Regions from separate parts of the Gossypium hirsutum genome. Here region 1 is linked to region 2. The links are chromatin contacts, called in public Hi-C maps. All regions are on one chromosome and are shown on one strand. The core of a region is the stretch at or near the end of the contact, and the rest is flanking DNA. Distances in the headings are between cores, read along the strand shown.

Region 1 (2,700 bases), core at 7-2,506, 300 kb after region 2:
ACCAAAATTAACTATAGATAAATCAAGGAAACTCATGCCTTCAACTAAAAGCAAATTTACAATACCTATAGGAGACACTTAGAAAACATATAAATCAATCTTCTATACAATAATTGACCTTACAATATCTTTATCAAATTGTTAATTTATTTTTCTACACGTAATATCAATTCTATTTTCCTAATAATTTATTAAGATTAACTGCTTAAATTAAAACTATACCTTTTAACAAATACTTACGTAAAAGTTAAACCTTTCAAAATAATAAAATAAAAACCAAATCTTTTTAAGGAACTCAAATAAAAGCTTTTCATCAATGCTCTTTTAAACCGGACTGGTGGTCAAATCCACCAGACCACTATTCCCAATTCAAATCGGTTAGACTGGCAATCCAACCAGAATTTATTTTTATTATATAATATATAAATTTTAAATTTTCATTTTATTTAAAAGTTTTAAAAATAAACCATACCAAGCCCAATACTTTATTATCCATCTTTTTATCTAACTGGGCTCAATAACCCAAATATTAGGATATTTAACTTCCCTTAGAGTGGGTTTGGATGAGCGATTGGGTGCGTTGCGGTGCGTTTAGTTTACTTTTTGTCTCACGCTACAGTATCTAATCTCACCGCCACTGCTATTTTTACACTAACCGCAGATAAACGCACCGCCTATCCAAGCTCACCATTAGTTTTTTTATCTGCCGTCTGCCACCTTCTCAATCTATCACTTCCATTTTTCTTTATTTGTTTAATCACTTTCTTCTTCTTCATCTTTCTTTTTTTTTTTTTTTGAAATTTGCTTTATGCTTTCATCAATATTGCATATATATAGAGATATATATTCAAAATCTTTCAGTTTCACTCTTTGCTTTGTAGAATTTTTCTCAGAACCATCAAGTTTCATCAAGTTTTTTCTTTTATAGTTTTATCAAGTTTCTCTCAGCAGTGCAGATTCTCTCTTCTCATTCCTTGTTCTGTTTTTTTTTTTCATTTTCATTTAAATTTTTCTTTGGTTGAATTATTGGATTAGATAAAATTGGACTAAATAATGTATGAAACATAAAACAAAAATTCATAAAACTACTAAAACACCGATTAAATCGATTTTTTAAATAAATTCAAACGATCCTGATTTCCGATTTGATAATGGTTTTGAACGGTTCAACATCACTATCCGAATTGGACCCCAAAGTATCAAACCATGAACTATAAAAGGCGTGCAAGAAAAGGAAAAACATATTGACTAGTGATCATGAGACCCCAATTCTTGACTACACAAAAAGTCTTCGCCCTCAATCAATCGGTCTTTTATACCCTTTACACGTTGTGTGAACTCAAAATTTAACCATTTGTAACTCCATCACCAAGCTTCCCGAGTGAGCAACTTAAACTTGCGAAATCCGATATGAAATTGAAGAGATAATCCGTTAAATACAACTTGCCTATCAAAGCTATTATACATTTTTCATTTTCTAATAATATGATACAGCGTTCCAGTCAGTGTGGTATATCGGATCTAACCTAACCGTTCGAACAAATTTATGTAGAAAATGAGAATTTGAGCTTAGGAGAAGAACCGTAATATGTTATGTAGTAGACGTATGATGTTGAATATCATGATCCTGAATCAAAAGACCATTCAGAAGTGGGCGCTCTGCATCTGCATTTCCTACCAACAATCTTTTCTCATGTCGCTGACCTCTACCATTAAACCTAAAAATAAAACAGAAATCAAAGCAAATACTGAAAATGCCAAAGATAATAAAATATATTAGATATTAAAGATTAATATTTATATTTATATTCATATAAAATAAATTTTAATTATTAAGTAGTAATCACAGAATTAAAATATATTTACTCACCCTACACTGTCCGAGCTAAAAAGGTTGCTCGGTCCCTCAGACAAGTTAGATAATTGATGTGGAGATATATGCCCATGAAACACTTACAGAAGAGAGAACGTGAACACACCAAGATAATATATGCTTGCCATAGGAATACTAATAGAGTTTCTATTGTCAAGTTCAGACGCACCTTAACATCTGAAGATGTTACTAGTTATTAAGTCAAAGAGACCTATCTTACACTTTAGTTGACATGTAGGAGAAAGAAAATTCGAAAGGCCATTTTCGGAGATAGGAGCATACTACCTTAAAACCAAAACTGAATGATTTTTACTGTTGTGCCTACACGTGGACTTGCACACTACATTATTAGTTAGGCAGATTATAGTTCTCATTCCACCCTTGAGATTTGCACATAACCACCTTAGTGACTTGAAAGAGAGTCCGCGATATAGCTTTAAAGTCTGTTTGGTGAGGTTAGACAGGTGTCAAGTTGAGATTAGGATTTCCACATACTTTATACGTTCTCAGTCAATTAAAATTTTGTAAACAGAAAGTAAGGCAGCAGAGAGACCTTACACTAGTTGATTGGAGCTCCATTGTAGTTGAATCAGTTTCCTGTGACATAAGAGATCACACGTTCAAATTACTATAGAGTCCAAATTAAAAATCTTAAGAAAAAGCTGATGCAGCTAAAAGTACCTCTTCAATCAACAAATCCTTTCTAGTGATCACACCAATCATACGAGATGCACGGGGAACAACAAATATGTGTCTCAATCCTAGTTGCCGGAAAATATTGTAAACCTATACCGTCACCATTAACAAGTAAAAGACAAAGATACTGT
Region 2 (2,700 bases), core at 62-2,561:
CATCCCTTTGACCCACATGTGCCAACAACAATGGATGATGATCAGTACGTAGAATATCAACTGGATGACTTGACAGGCTTCCCATGTAATGTGGAGGAAGAAGAGAGGGTGAGTTGAAAGTCTCATCTTTCATTGTGTCCAAAACAATTCATGGCTATTTAATCAACGTATAACCCTTCATCAATTTTTTATTGATGGGTTCAGATGTTTATGGAAGCCATAATTGAGTCCTTAAAAGACTTAGATATGCGACAACCTCAGACAGAAGAGCAAGCCAAGGCTTGTGCTGATTCTTCAGAGTCTGCAAAGAAAGATGAAATAAATGGCAGGGATACTTGTTCCACCACAGAAAAGTCCAGTTCCTTGCCTCTAGAATCCACTTCCACTCAAGTGGTACATGTTCAGGTACCTTTTGAGACACAATCCACCTTAGTAATCAATGGCTCCAATGTTGGCCTGGAGCATGCATCCCCTGATACTAGCATGTCATCTTTGGGACGTGCATTTGATAGATCTCCGTCAACCGAGGAAACAGTGAGCACATCCTGTGCTCGAACTGATACATCAGCAAGTACCCAAAGTTCATCTGATGCTGACATGTCAGGTAGCACAAAAGCCACTGTAACAGTTATACGGAACCCCTCTAATAACATCATGGATGGTTTGATGCGTCGCTGGGATCTCAACTTCTTTCGAAACAGTCGATGAAAGGTAAGATGAGCTTGTTTGAGCTGCCTGGGGATTGTATTATTTTTGTAACTAAGTATAGGATCCGTAGCTTTGTAAAATGTTACAAAAAAGGGGGGGGGGGAGAAAAAGAATGGTTTGTGATGTGCTAAGAAATTTGGTTATAGTGTCATTGGCTTTCATTGTCTATTGTTTTTAATTTTTGGTGGAAAAAGATGTAATGTTTTTTTTTTTTTTGGGGCACAATTAGGGGATTGTATGGCGATACCCATTACCAAAAATTCTTTGATTTGCTCTGACTGTTATATGGTTGATGATATTTGCTTTAGCCATCTTCCTTTTCATTTATTTATGTTTTGATAATTGAGAACGGGATAAAATTATTAGGGACTGAAATCTTGTCTTGTCAGGTGAGTGGCTCATTTTCCTTTTCACTGGAAAGGTAAGCTGGGCTTTTATAATGTTGACTGCTTACTTTTGTGCATATGAAATGATGGAAAGTTTGGGAATCAACTCTCCATCGAAGGTTTCTCCCTGCCAAGCTTAGGAAGTAACTTTCCCAGATATACCCCGAAGCTCCTCATCCATAGAAGAGGCCGAAGAGTTCGTTAACTCTGGAAGCCAACCGAGTAGTCATGCAATAGGCCCCTTTCGTGCCTAGGGCACTGACCCCCCCGATGCAATAGTCAATACTTTAGGGATCCTTGGAACCTTGAAGCGGTCCAAACGCTTCGAAGACACATGCTTTTTGTCCATAGGGTAACCATGGTCTCTCTTTGTTAACCTGGTTTATTTTCCTCATTTGGAACCTCGACATTTCAATCACTTGTGTAACCCCCCAAACTTTTGGTACAGTAAATGGTACTGTTCTGAGACTCAATACAACGAAATTTTGAAGAGAATTTGAAAACAAGTTCTATAAATGAAGTCTTAAAGAATCGCTTTGATTTTTAGAAGAGGAAATTTGAGAGAATGATTGTGAAAATATGTGATTTTGGTACAAAGGGACCAAATTATAAATTTTGAAAAATAAGAGGGCTACAATGTAATTTGATCAAGTTGAGGAAGTAAGAGCCAAGGGCATAAGGATGACTTATAATATGTTTTAATTTGATGGAATTCAATTTCGGGACTAAATTGTAAAATTCAAAAAGTAAGGGGACTTAAAGTGCAAATTTTTTCAACAATGAAAAAATGAGTTAAAAGCATTAATAAGGTGCTATGCTACTGGAGAAGTGAGTAGATCTTGTTGCACTAATCTAGCTAGAAAGAAACCTTTTACTTTATTTCCATCATCTTCTTCATTCGAGGCTAAGGTATCAAGTAGGTTAGTAGAAAAATGGACAAATTGTAATATTTTATAAAATTTCAAATCAAGAATCAATACCCCTACTTGGTATTGATACCAATTTGAACTTCGAAGTTTAGAAAAAACGAACAAAAATCAAAGGTATTGATACCTTTTATAAAGTATTGGTACCTTCTACAAAGTATCAATACGTTACCCTTGTATCAATACTATTTTATAGTTCGATTTTTTGAAAAATAAAAAAAAATTATTAAAGTATCGATACCCTTCCCAAAACATCGATACCTCATAGAAAATTTTCAAATTCTACATTTGGTATTTCCAATCTATTATCAAACCATACCAATTCACATCTTAAATACCAATTCATATGCCTTATCTGCATTCTAACCAATATCAAAACATGTCATCTTTAACTATGCATCAACAATTCATCCTTATACCATTTCAACTAGGATCATAAACACATTGATATACATTCAATAACATACTTATACCCTATTTTTATTAATTAACCAAATAATACCATTCAATCAAACTAAACAATTTCTCAATGCTTAAATTCCTACCAAGCTCAATATATATATGCCTAACATATCATCCATCATCTATTAACTTTCATTCATCAACATTAGCACATATAATTAAATTATACCAAAATTCAATTACCAACTTAGTATATACATGTTTATAATCATTTACTA

What was found. Hi-C and Micro-C count contacts between places; a contact is called where the count stands out from the background.
Region 1: a contact with region 2 is called in a Hi-C map of leaf, with 2.4 times the contacts expected there. The contact joins two enhancer-like sites. A contact is called at or near these places in 2 of 34 Hi-C or Micro-C datasets (leaf and petal).

What each region holds. Positions count from the first base shown.
Region 1 is chrD10:35,776,650-35,779,349 of Gossypium_hirsutum_v2.1, forward strand. It overlaps the pseudogene LOC107914855. Among protein-coding and RNA genes, the nearest start is that of LOC121222819, 40 kb to the right of the region's middle. Within about 2 kb of position 1,257, at least 1 of the 9 cell types and tissues checked has an H3K27ac peak or open chromatin away from gene starts, as enhancers often do. A contact at or near this core is called in leaf, where this site is marked.
Region 2 is chrD10:35,479,215-35,481,914 of Gossypium_hirsutum_v2.1, forward strand. It overlaps LOC107914863, which reads left to right. Exons shown (of 15, transcript XM_041102560.1): 14 at 1-108; 15 at 205-1,015. The coding sequence ends at 708. Among protein-coding and RNA genes, the nearest start is that of LOC107914863, 12 kb to the left of the region's middle. Within about 2 kb of position 1,312, at least 4 of the 9 cell types and tissues checked have an H3K27ac peak or open chromatin away from gene starts, as enhancers often do. A contact at or near this core is called in leaf, where this site is marked.